2 separate regions of the Siniperca chuatsi genome follow, and region 1 is linked to region 2. A link is a contact called in public Hi-C data. All regions are on one chromosome and are shown on one strand. The core of a region is the stretch at or near the end of the contact, and the rest is flanking DNA. Distances in the headings are between cores, read along the strand shown. Region 1 overlaps ncor1 (nuclear receptor corepressor 1). Region 2 holds the start of cenpv (centromere protein V).

What was found. Hi-C and Micro-C count contacts between places; a contact is called where the count stands out from the background.
Region 1: a Hi-C map of liver shows a contact between it and region 2, with 2.6 times the contacts expected there. The contact joins the enhancer-like site here to the promoter of cenpv in region 2. A contact is called at or near these places in 2 of 3 Hi-C or Micro-C datasets (liver and skeletal muscle).

The regions. Positions count from the first base shown.
Region 1 is chrLG14:7,154,419-7,160,960 of ASM2008510v1, reverse strand. It overlaps ncor1 (nuclear receptor corepressor 1), which reads right to left. Exons shown (of 46, transcript XM_044222113.1): 37 at 6,289-6,536; 38 at 5,722-5,838; 39 at 5,290-5,477; 40 at 4,959-5,176; 41 at 4,728-4,871; 42 at 4,058-4,203; 43 at 3,782-3,835; 44 at 3,484-3,687; 45 at 3,208-3,384; 46 at 736-3,087. The coding sequence ends at 2,879. Among protein-coding and RNA genes, the nearest start is that of zswim7, 4.8 kb to the left of the region's middle. Within about 2 kb of position 2,865, the one cell type or tissue checked has an H3K27ac peak away from gene starts, as active enhancers do. A contact at or near this core is called in liver, where this site is marked.
Region 2 is chrLG14:7,083,459-7,090,497 of ASM2008510v1, reverse strand. It overlaps cenpv (centromere protein V), which reads right to left and starts at 5,135. Exons shown (of 5, transcript XM_044222127.1): 1 at 4,972-5,135; 2 at 4,532-4,820; 3 at 4,246-4,315; 4 at 4,041-4,155; 5 at 3,387-3,727. The coding sequence starts at 4,653. The coding sequence ends at 3,573. It overlaps ubb (polyubiquitin-B), which reads left to right and starts at 6,435. Exons shown (of 3, transcript XM_044222124.1): 1 at 6,435-6,746. The coding sequence starts at 6,635. pigl (N-acetylglucosaminyl-phosphatidylinositol de-N-acetylase) reads left to right here. Exons shown (of 7, transcript XM_044222122.1): 5 at 952-983; 6 at 2,555-2,688; 7 at 3,010-3,560. The coding sequence ends at 3,138.

The DNA of each region.
Region 1 (6,542 bases), core at 1,616-4,115, 73 kb before region 2:
TGGGAAAATGTAAACATAGGCTCTTCCGGTCTGAGTTCCGTAAATTATTTCGCCTGATTTCGCAGGGACTCCGACCCGGTGACAGCCGTTTAGAATACCGACAAAGAAACAGCCAATCTTCTCGTTGATGGTCTCATTTGCTTATGTAGGTCATATAGAGGCATCAGTATTAAATCGAGATTGTTTCATAACCAGTTAGAAACTCCTTGTAGTTGCTTTAAGAAAATAATCACCATCATCTTCATTTAGCACATAGAATATGCAAGCCATGATGTACCTCAACAGCTGATTTTTCATATGGTCCATGTTTATATGTATGGGTTGAAAGGTTAACCTGACAGCAGTAGAAATGGGGATGTAGCAAAACCTGTATTTTACATTAACTATTTATCTGCACCACAAAGGGCCCCAATGTGATTAGTTGTAATTAAATTAACATCTCTGCCTAATTACCTCACATTCAATTTAAGTCTGAGAATCATTATTAAAGCCTGAGATGTCAGACATATTTGCCCATATTACATGGGATTTTTTTTTCTTTTTGGATAAACCACAAATTGCAATTCCTGACACCATAATGTTTTCATTTTATATTGCATTAATTCACAAAATAAAATTAACCTGAAGAGTTTTGGTACACCTGAGTCAATGAGAATTATGACTAGGGCACAATCTACAGTACAAGAAGAAAATCCTAGGGGTCAATAAATAGATGGCACACCTATTAAGGACCTATACATTTTTCAGTGGTGGAGAACTGATCCACTTTATTTGATTGGTCTGAACTCTTGTAATAGCCTACTAAGAGACATTGTGCGATACAAACATTGCATTTCAACATCATAGGATACACGGGTTTTCAAGTCTCAATTTCAAAAAGACAAAAAAAAAGTCACCACTGTGTGTGTGATAAAGAGCTGAAAAGATGCTCCAATTCTTTTTCGGCTTCATGTCGGATTTCTTTAAGATTCAAGTTTGTAAACTTTTTTTTGTCATTGCCTTTGTAAACACAAAACATCCCATCTAAAACAGGATGAATAATAAAGATGTTGAAAATAAAATTCTGAACATGTGCTATGACAAATGATTCAAAATCAAAGGAACAAAGGAAATGTCAAGTTTAGAGCAGAATGGATTTGTTAACTGAGCAAAGTGTAAGCTGAAAGAGTCAAAATATGGTATTATTTCACATATCTAAAAAAGACTTGCAAAGGAACGTTACTGCCATTTATGAAGTTGACCTAGTATAATTCATATTCAAAGCTTTATGTCTGTTGATTGACACAATGAAAGCAGAGATAAAGTGGTCACGGTTTTGAATCACCATGACAGCAAACTTCTCAACATTTAACGGTACCATACACTTAAAACTGTAACTGTGATGCAAGTGTCACACTACAAAATCATGTACCAGCTACAAGAAAACAGAGAATTCTGTGAGTGGTGGGAAAAACTTAAAGCACATCTTAGTATACTCCTGTGCTGGAGGTTGAATAAGTTACACAGCAGGTAGTATGCTTTTTTTGTCAAAAGCTACAAAAGCAAAAAAGTGCAACAATGGTGCAGACCATTCTTTATGTTTGGTTAGTTTTGTCTTTTTTGTGTAATGGAAAGACAATTTACAGAGTTCAGATTTTTGTCAGGACAGTATCAAAAAAAAAGAAAAAAAAAAGATAGGGACTACAGAAACAAATACAAACACCAAACACCAACGTATATCTCTGAGAAAATTAGTTAAAGCTGCCTTCTTTCTCAAGTCACAAGGCATGGCAAAACCTGACATACTTTTTTTTTTACCATGACAACGTTGCAGAGCAGATCATTCTGGACAGGTTGGAAACTGCAGAGAGAGACAGCTACATGTGACACACCATGGCTCTATTGAAAAAAATAAAAATAAAAACATTGGCTCACTTTCATTTTTCAGACGGGGGTCTAGGAGTAGTCATAAGGATATCTTTACCGGCAAAATTAAGCTTATATCAGACTTTTCACCTTCCTGCTATGACACCAGTGTTCTCAACTTGTTGTGAAGACATTTCTCTGTCTCGAATGGGGTGAGAAGTTACCTCTACCATCTGATAGTTACAATCCATGCATTATCTCCACTATGTGGCGAAGACAGGCATCAAACATCAATGCTGTTGGAAATGTTAGTCTGTTTTTTTTCATCCTCGAATGTCCATGATGTTCAGGCTCTGGTGGTGCTTGGTGGATGGTGTGCAGGGTGGCACAATCTCTGTGCTCCACTCATGGTCAAGTACAAACCAAAGGTCCGGTCTCTCTTAGCGTCGCTATGGTAAAAACATTAGAGTGGGTGTCAGGTGACGTGGGGTGGGGGTGGACTGGGAGAGACCAACTGTGATATTAAAGATTACACCCCTACTCTTCCCATTTAAAGTGGATCAATTTAAAAGCGACATTAAAATAAGAAATAATCAAGTTAAGAAAAACACTGCAAAAGGTTACTCTATTTACATACAATGATTTTCTTAAAGACAAGGTATATCTTTACAGAAATCAAACAAAATTCAGAAATAGTCTCTTATGTTGTTTCTTTTTACATATTAAGTTCTTCATCTTCACTATAGCTCATGTCATCCCCTCAGTCGAGTTTTGTTTATTTCCCCGACAGGCTGGGTGAGTGCTTCCGGACCAAAAGCGAGTCTTGTTCTGGAGAGCCCTGCCTGTCACAGGCTGATGCTTGTACTCTTAGCTAACAGCCAGAGGGCGCCATAGCACCAAAAATAAAAAGGACACCACCCCATCTATTTGTCATACTCGCCAGTGAGCAAGGTTGGTTCTGGGAAAGGGGGGTGAATAGACAAGCCTCGGTGCAGGCCTCTCTTCTGGTTATTGGGGCTGTAGTGAGCAGGGCTCAGTCGTCGCTGTCAGACAGGGTCTCATATTGCTCTGACAGCAGAGATTGCCACACACGCTGCTGGCCTACAGGGGCTCCAGCTGTAGGTGCCTGCTGCTGCTGCTGCTGCTGCTGCTGGCTCTGTATGGCGGGGGAAGCTATGGAGGTGGGAGGCGTGCTGCTCAGTATGCGCATGGTCAGCGGGTTGTAAGGGAACTGCATGGATCCTGGGCAGAGAAGGAGAAGAGAAAGTGAAAAAAAATGTGGATGAACTGGCTCCAGGTATTTCTGTCTGATTTTACCAGATTTTTTTTGCAGACACTGACAGCAGAGGCTGGACAGCTCACCTGTGGATGAGGGTCGGTCGTCCCAGCTCCATTGGGGTTGGGCTTGGGCTTGTCTGTGATAATCTCCCTCGGAGTGGACGGAGGATACTGAAGAGGGACGCTCCCCTCCAGCGTAGGCCTGACCCAGGTTAGGTGACTTTGATTTCCGGCTGTTGGCTTTGCCCTGCTTCTGCTTGCCTGATGATTCAAAACAGGCAGAATGTGTAAATTAGCAACATGTTAAACATAAGATCATCCCTTCTGAATGTGTAATTTGGGAATGTAATTCATGCCTACCCATACTGGGTGATGGGTTGGCCTCCTGGCGGGCGTCACTGCCTGTGCCGGGTGTGTTGTTGATGGCACACTGAGGCCCTACTCCTCCCTGGTGCTCTTCCTGTCTCTCCTCCAAGTTGCCCATCAATGCTTTGCGGATGATGTCCTCCAGGCCCAGGTTACTGGCTGGGTCACTAAAAGAGTGATTCCTGGGGTTGATGCTGCCTACAAATCATAACACACCAAAACATACAATGAGAAAGGAGAAATCAACTAGATTGGACTGTGATATGTCTGAGCGAGTTTCACTGCTACTTACTGGAGCTGGTGACAGCAGGCAAGTTGAAAATCTCTGTGCCTGGTTGCGCATTTCCTGCAAGACAATTATTAGCTGTTGAAAAAATCTAAATGTCTGACAAGAAATGATACAGTAAGTCAAGCTGTTCTTATGTTATCACATGCTTGATGAGCTTATAAAATTATAAAATGAATTAAACATGAATGTCTTGCATGCACACATATTAACAGAGTTCATTCCATCATCTGATGCATGCATGTTAGTTTAGAGGAAGAGTATAAGAGAAGACCCACTTACCAACATCAGAATCACCGACACCAGAGGTGGAGTTCAACTTACGAAAGATTTCCTGCTTCTTGGATTTCACCATTGGCGAGGTGTTCTCCAGCTTGGTAAAGAAGGAAGGCAGATAGCTGACACTCCCTGGGGATCGTGAGTCACTCCTTGAACCAGACAAAAGGCAAAGAGTCAAACAGCAATGGGGTAACTGGGGCAACAAGCACTTGGCAGTAGGCACTTTCAACCTCAGTGGGATGCAAACGACTGCTGACAGGGGAACACTGCCTGCTGGCATCCATACAAGAAATTGATTTACAGTCTAATACAGTCAAGCATCAAATGTCAGGGCACTAACAGGACAGACTAACTTTAGCAATGTGTAGATCAAGTGTAGAAATACTGGTTATTTAATATTTACAACATTATTGTAGGTGACAAGACATTTATATCTCAATACACATTTACAAGATACACATAGAAAAATCATCTCCCCTCTCTCTCGTCTACATTTTATTGTAACCAACGAATGATGTAAGTAACCTTTAAATTGTGTGCGCGACTATAGTCCGGCAACATTTAATATAAATTCTGAATCCATTTTATGATGTATTAAGAAATGTACTGGCTTGTTGGGCTGACAGCTTCAAACTTCAAACTGTCATAAATCCAAACTGTGGAGATCCTCTACCTGATCTCGGAGGTGTCAGCCTCTCGCCTCTGGGGTGGAGGCCCGCCAGCCTCCTGTTTGTCCATGCCTTGGTAGCTCTGTGGTGGAGAGATGGGTTCATAGTTCTCCATCTGCCTGCTGCCTCGCTCTGGAGATTTACCAGGCCTAGACGGAGAGCAGAGAGAGACAAATGTTGAGGAATAAATTAGACTCACTCTGATTATTTCAGGGTTAACTGGCCAGTCCAGGTACCTGGCTCTGGGCTTGTCAGGGGCATTCTCTGGGGAAACTCTGCTGGAGGGTCTCTGGTGGTGTGGGGCCTGGACCTGATTCTCAGGACTGTAGCGACTGGGCACCTTAGCTCGACCTGAAGAGGACATGGGTGGCACCACACTCTGGAATGTGGCTGAAGCCGAAGAGGAGACTGGAGGAAGGTCCTGATTCCGGGCGAAGTCCTGGGTTATGATATGCTGCATGACAGAGAATGACCACAAAACCAGGTTAGTTAGGTATACTGGGTTGATGCACATGGTAAATCTGGTATGTGCTGCATTGCTTTTTCAGAATCTCCAGCATTTTTTACCGAAATGTGGTCTGCCAAGGTCATAACCCGGTGAGTCTTGGGGACCTGGGAGTAGCTGTCAGCCTGGGAGGAGGGGGGCTGCTGGGCACTGGGCTGTGCTTGCTCCCCTGACGGCCGGTAACGACTCATGTCGTAGGCCCGCATGCCAGCTGGTGAAGGTTGACCAGGGACAGAGCGTAGCAACTGATCTACATTTGTTTGCAGGTGACAGGAATAACTTCAAGTTTAGTCTGGTGACGAGACTGGTGCAGAGGTGTCTGACAGTATCAAATGACAAGATCACTGGGTTAAGTCATTCAAGCTATGGTATGTTTACTCCACTTGACTAGGAGCTAAATTTAGCTTTCACAGCCAAATCTATTATATTTCAACTTTGACCTGAAGCACAAAATCTTGAAACAATCTTTGAACAAACAATTGTTGTGTTCATACCAGATGCCTGTTGTTGCCCTTCTTCTGGTTTGTCCTGTTGGGGTTGGACTGGGGAACTAGCAGGACTAATCACCTCAATGGCTCCTCCACCAGTGTTGTCATATCGACTGGATGACACTGCAAGACAAGTATGGACAAAGAGTTACTATTTATGCTAAGCAAAGGACAGAATATTAAGGTTTGGTCATGTTCTACTCTAAGAAAAAGATGACATTTAAGGTTTAACTGGTGTGCTTGTCCACTCAGCTAACTGATGGTGTCGCTGTCTCACAGTGCACTTAACGTGCAGTTTGAATAATCTCAGCTATCTCCACGTGTTTCCAACACACTCACAACTGCTAGAGGAGTCAGAGCTCTGAGAGCCTCGCTCTCGTGAGTCTTTGTCCGAGGCTATCTGCCGTGTGATGATGACATCAATGAAGTTAGCGGCTGTTATAGTTGTCTTTCCACGAGTCCGAAGCTCCTCTTCAATGCGGGACTTTGAGGTTTGAGGGCTCTTATCCTTACCCCCGACTCCAGGGCCCTCAGAGTAAGCTGAATGGGGCTTACCCCCTGGCAGAGACATACCACCATATGGTGACTGCATGGATCGTCTTTCTGCCTCCTGCTGCTGCTGTTCGGAGAGGCTAGCTGCTCGCCGAGCTGCAGCCGACGAGGACATGTCATCATCCCGTTCATGTTTGCTCTCCTTCACCTTGGCCACATCCATCTGCGGGGCAGAGACTGCAGCGTCCACCAGAGCAGCCAGGGCATCAGCTGCAGTATTGTAGCGAGAGCTACTCTGAGCTGCTGCTGTCGCTGCTGCTGAATGGGGCCTGAAG
Region 2 (7,039 bases), core at 3,886-6,385:
GATCCCATCCTCTTGGATATTATGTGGCTTACACATTCACACAGAAACCAGCCTACTCCACAATCATAAAACACCGTCCAAGAAAATGCATCCATCTTTCCAAATGTTTCCCCACAAAGACACACACACACAAACCATGTTTTTCAGAATTGGTCTGTTACATAGCTGAGAGGTCATCCAAACAGAGTCCTCAGAGGCACTCGGCTTTGCTCCCAGAGACCAGCAGTAAATCCTGTCCCTGAAGTGGTGAGGTGGGAGGGCAGCTCTGGTTTGGAGAGGCCAACCGAGCAAGTTGCATCAGTTGGTTTAAAAAAAAAAAAAATTGTTTTGCACTGTGAAGTATTTGTTGCCCCATATTGCACTGATACCTCAATAGTCATGGTATTTTCCCTCACTGAGCCTATATGGCTCCCTTTTCAATCTGTGGGCCTCATCTGTTGATAAGATGTGAACTCTCCAAATCACATCTCATGATTCCTATTAGGCTGGAACCCAGAGGGGATGTGCACTAGTTTCACATAGCTCTAAATCTCAATGGTTTGTTGTTGGGTTTTGTTTTTGTCAACATATTAACAGCTATTGCATATAGAAGTGCAAGTTTGGAGGACAGTAGAATATGAAATGGAGAGTCATGTTTTTGCTACACTGGAAAAAAAAACCTCCAGCACTCTATACATGACCCAAAACACACATAATGGTAGATATTTAGCAGTAGCTTGGCTGCGGCACTGCAGCCTTTTCTGTAGGCTTGCAGTCATTGATTTGTTACTCATTTGTGTTATAATCAATGTAACCAAAACTCTAATCTCAGTTACATATTGGCAAGTAGAAACATCACACTGTGGCTATATTTTGTTGCCAACACAAACCCTGTCTGTAAGGTGTATCATCTCTTTGACAACAATGTTTGACATTTTCAGTGGGTAACATTGTTCTTTTCTTCACTTGCAGCCATGTCGCTTACACTGGACAAGTACCCAACGGTAGGTTTGAGGTTAATATTTTCAGAATTTATGACCAAAGTATCACGGGTCGGATTTACTGGTCACTCTCAGAAAAGTAGTCTTTAAAAGTAAAATTCTTGAGCAAGGAACTTAATCCCAGTTTTTCAACTGGATATGTGAAGTACGATGACACAGGGTACACATGCCCACACAAAAGCTGTATTAATTATTAAGCTTTAAGTAGCGCTTTACATTAACAGAAATGACTTGCTCACATGAGAGGCACCACCTCTCCAGTCTGCATTTTCCACATTGAGAACCCTGGAAAGCGCTGTAAACACTGGCTCAGTCTCTGTATTTTGTTAATGTACAGCGCCCTCTTCTGTTCAAAAGGGTTGCATGAGTCTTGTGTCTCTATACATTTTGGTCTGCTGGTGGCAGCATGAGGCCAGTTGGATATCAGAAACACCAGTTGCAATGCAAATGTATGTTTTTCCAACTGCGTGCCCTCAAACTACGTATGATGGTTTCATTCCAGATGTTCATAGTTTCAAACTCTGTGTTGTTGGCAGATGTTAAATTCAGTGTGTCTGTCTCTTCACATCTTTACTGGCCAGGCTGTCTTTTAATTTCAACCCAGACAGACTGAATTTTTACTTTTGGTTTCTTCTGAAAGGTCTTATGATGATGCTCATGGGGAATTTCTTAAACAGAATGTGAAAGGAAATGTAGGACAGAGAAGGGGCGACATGTTACAACAGGATGAGAACTCATTACTTTGCTTGGTAGGCCCACAGAGCACACCCACATTCATTTTTGAGTAGACGGCATGATAAGAAACAAGCATAGCAGGCCCATGTAGTTGATCATACATGAGATCTCAACGGTCGAACTTTGTTGGTGAATGGCAGGAAGACATTATCATCTCAGTCCTGAGGCCACAGCAAACACACACTTTATTTGGAACAAAATGACTTCACTCTGCCTTGGCTTTGTTAGCCTGCAGTAAGCAATCTTAAAAACAGCACGTGTGTCATTAATCATGCTCTCTGGTTATTTATTACCAGACATTTACACCTCACCTGTTTGACTGGCCTTACTGTAGCCTCTAGGGGAGGCGGGAGAGAATTAGGCCCAATGTGATTGCATTAAGCCTCTTCACTTGGCTGTACAGTAAGACTCGCTGCTCACTACCAACAGCTTTAACCCTCTTGTGCCCAACAAACTCCTGCTGCATTTCAGGGGTTACAGTTGAAAATTTCAATACCATATTGACAATCTGTGCTCTGTAATATAATGTGATATTTTTGTTGTTGTTTTTCTATGTTTTCCTTAGTATACTAATATGTCACATAAGTACTTCAACTCCCATACAGGAGTCGCAGTCGTTCTCATATTCTCAAGTCACACAACACAAGTGCTACACAGGAGGAACAGCCTAAGTGTAAAAAAAAATAAGCATTGTGTTACATTGTTATGTTACTGACATGAGGTTGCCTTACAATAAAAACATGTAAAACAGAGCAACCTGAGAGAATGGCCTAGCTAACCGCCTTTAGTGAGCATTTAACATATTAACAGCTTAACTGGGTCTCTGTCTGTTCTCCCAGACTGCTGTTTGCTCTCCCTGGTGACTGTTGGCCTCCTCAGGAAGTACATGTCTTTCCTGGACCTTCCCCTCAGCTGGCTGCTGCCCTCATGTCTCCGCTGTATTATAGGCTCACGGGGCTACAGGCAAGCCAAAGTAAGCCTCGAAATAGACAGTTTGTTGGCAAGATGTGTCACTTTCTACTATTAGAGGGCACATGTGTTTTTAGCACATTGTAACAAGGGTATATACAGTATATGTGCTAAAAAAGCAAGAGTGGAGATGAGGTTTATAAAAAGACGCTACAGCAAAGTGAGGTGTTGAAGATTGAAATTATGTTTCATCATGCTAATATTATATAAAGAAATAAATACATTTATACTAAGAGATTTTTACCACTGTTGGCTGTTAATTGAGATCTCACAATATCATGTTATAGGTTTTATAACCTCTCAAACAACCCTATTTTCTTTTCAGAAAGCCATGTTTTGTCATCGCACTCAGCTCCTGTGGTTTCGTTACCTCTACATCGCCCTGTCCCGGTACATGTTCGTAAACACATTCCAAATTATCCCACAAGGACCAAAGAACCTGAAGATCTATTAAGTTTATCTCATCCAGATCCATATGCACTGACTGTTACTCTGTTAGGTGTCACACTGCCCAACTACTTGATTACTGTTGTGGGGGTGAATTTAGTAGCTGTTTACACATCTGATGAGCCGTTTTGCTCACGGTTGAATAAAGATTTCTTTAACACTTTATTGGCTAAAGTAGCGTGAATATTTTTTTCAAAAGCACTTTCAATAAATAAAGCTGACAATAATTGTGAAATAACGGAGACTTCTAATGCCTTTTTGCTAAAGAAACTTCTTTATTGTTTTGAGTTAGTACACTGTATTAAAAACAACACTAGGGTTTAAATCGGTTGAGGAGCTTTTTTTATATTATAATTTCAAAGATTGTTAAAAAAAAACTGTACAGTTTTTCTGGTATCCTGCTGATTAAAAAGAAGTTTGATTCTTGTATCTCTTGTATTATTATTTAGTTTCTCCCGGCTGTGTGTCTGCGGCACATTTAGACATGTCTCTGATGGTGTTGTGAGCTTGCATGCTTTCTTCCCACTTCTCCCCACAAAACTTCTCCACTGTGACGCTGCGGACAGTACCTGGATCCAGACAGTGTACAGCAACACCTGGGGAGAACAGCAACAGAGGAGAGCTCATTGATTTGCATATGAACAAAACAGCCCATCTTCTCCAGCACATTCCACTGACAACTTGACTTTATTGCTCAATAATGCAAAATATTAGGTTTCAAGGGTGGTTTCCTGATATGACTGTTATCCAACATAGACCATTTATCTCCCATTGTGAACATAACATTTCTGTTTTCTACAAATAGAATACATATAGAGCATTAAAGAACAGACTGGGTTGGTTGGAGTAAACAGATTACAACACATAAGAGTGGTGTGACTGTCTTGTGTCAGCAGTTAGGGGCCATACCATATCCATCAGGGTTGGAGCGTGGAGTGTAGAAACTTTGAACTCCACAGGTTTTACAGAAGGTGTGTTTAGCAACATGACTGTTGAACGTGTATGTAGTCAGATTATCTGACCCCTGGGAAGAAAAAAACAAACATTATATACTTAAAATGCTCTTGTGATTTTTAAGTTGAATTGTATCATATCTTTTGCTCGAGTTTACTACCTGTAAGAGTGTGAAGTGATTTTTTGGAACAATGAAATGATGGTTTTGTTTCTTTGTGCAAATGCTACAGCTGGAGAAACATAGAAATCAGTTTATATTGATTTGCAAAAATTTTTACAAGCAACAAAACATTGTTTGAAGTCTTTTTAACATCATAGTTTTGGGATGAATATACTTTATTCCAATAAAGTTTAGATTTAAAATCATACATCTCTTGTTTTCTTTCTAATACAAACATTTATTAGATAAGAAAATGAGACAATATCATTGAATCTAATGTCCATACTTGCAGTGGAAAACATGGAGGTCTGGGGAACTCCAGACTTCAAATCTAACAGCCCCACAGTGGCAGCCGCCTGTATGTTTGACACGATCCATTCTGTAAGTAAAATGAAAATAACAAACCATCACGATGAATACATATGTTCATATTTAAGTATTCTAAGATGGTAAGAAAAAGAACAGGGATGAAATGACACTCTTTCATTAAGTTCAGATGAAACTGGTGTGACGTGTTTGTTGTGAAACCTGTTGACGTGGAACTGGATGTCCCACCCAAAACAGTTCCAATCGCCCTGCCGAAGAAAACACAATGATCCTAATCAAAGTCCTTTACTGATAAGAGCTACATTTACATTAAAAGCCTCTCAGCTATTTACACCTTTGAACCATTCACAGCTATTGATGTGGTCATTGAATATGTCAATTCAATTTAAAGGTGGGTACCTCTAAGAAAAGCCAACATCAAGTTTGTCTCCAGCCGTAGACACTTTCACTTGTCCTGCTTGAAAAAGACTGGAACACTTTGAGACAGGACAGATTTATTCCAAGCAAGGGGCAGGGCAAAGTACAGCAGACTTGCACAAACACATTCCTCAGAGGTTGAACTAGTTCAGCCAGAAGCCCAGCTCTGTGTTGAAAAGCACTGACGTGGTGCATCACGGGTTGGGTATCATATGGCAGGGTGCTGGGGGGTGGGGTAAGGGAATGTTGTGACCCAAATACATAAATTAGGACTCTCTGAGCTGTATCATATCTATGCCCCAAAAATAGAATCCCAGTAGGCTACAGACCTCCATCTGAGGTTTTGCTCTTTGATATAACTGACTGATTTCATTTAGTTTACAGTACCACCGTTGTCTTTAATAATGGTGGAGCTAAAAGTGGGCAGTCAGATCACTGGTCAGTACTTGCCATTGTTGCCATTATTAGGTGCCAGTAATAAAGTTATACAGAAATCTGTAAATTTTTCACTATCTTGCCAGGGTCCTGTGCTTGTTCCCATAACCAACTTTGGAGACCACTGACCTAAATTTCAAATATTCAGTATGTTTAATCAGCTGGGTAAATTCAGGGACATATCACAAAAACTCACTGTACCAAATGAAAATCCTTGTCTTTAATCAGTGTTTAACTTGTCGGAATTTTCCAGTATCACCTGGGCATTGACATCATGCCAGGCATAGTTAGACTTATGCTCACGGGAACAAGATCAAGCCCTTTCCTGTGACTTTGACAATACAATGAATAAATACCTTACCATTATGCCTTGGTATAAATTACAGCCTGTGGTCATGACTGTGTGCTGCTCAAATCACACATTTTGCAGTGGTGTTCAGGTTGGCTATAAATTATGAATGTAGTCTTGAATAAACCTTATGTGGATATGGATTGCCAGTGAATGAAATAAGGTGTGTAAAAGAGGTCAGTTCGCAGTGTTATCTTCCTCTTGGCCTCAAATACTTTACCCTGCTGTCTCAACAGCTGTAGCACATGTTTACCAAGCACGTTTCCATCTGTTAGCAGACACGTTTGAGGGCGAGTTCTTGTCTGTACACGTCACTCCTGCGTGTCACATAAATGCATAGTCATTTAGACTTGATGAGTTCCTAATATACCAATGGTTATGATATTCTGTAGTATTGAAGAGGGAATATGGGAAAAAGTTCATGTATGTGTAATACGCAGGCTACACTGCCATAACCTAGAATTACACAAGACTTTGTCTATTTAGGTCTTGTATAATTCCTGAATAGGTCGTTGTTCCCATAGTCATGAGGGCAATTTTGTCATCGAACATTACTTACTGTAACACAGCAACCAATCGCTGGTCAAACAAACAATTGTACAGTCCAATCACAAGCTCGGGGAAGGATCCTGTTGCTATGGTTGTTCTAGCAAATTCTGGAACCAGAGAGATATTATTCCGCCGCGGAGGATATGTCAAAATATCGTTTTCAAAAATACTATTTTTGACTAATTGTTTATGAGTAAACGTAGGATTATTAAGTAAAATAATACTGTTAAAATGAATACTGTACATTGAAACAGCGCGCTTCGGATCAGTGAGAACTACTTTCAAATGCGGACGGATATTGACAGATGACGTATGCAGACTCCTGTATATAATACAGTGTTGTTCTGTGCCGCAGTATCGTTCTTTAGCGGAAACTCACAAGAAGACATCTTGCGCAAGCAGAATACTAAATATTTGCAGTACAGTAAGTTTTATCTTGTTTAAAACTATGTTATCATTATATTTTGAACTATTTATATGGTGAACGTTCTTAGTCCAGTGCCATGTTTTTTCAGATTAGTTTAAGATAACGTAACGTTAATTGTCGCAAACGTTAACAATGCCTCAATTGACGTTAAATCTTAAAGTAAAACTAAATGGTTTAGCTACATTATTTTTTTTAGGCGTTATATAGGTTGCTGCCGGGTTTAAGCGTCAGTCAGTTTGTCGTCAAAGCGGTAACGCAGCAGTGGTTAGCTACTGTTAGCTATAGCAATG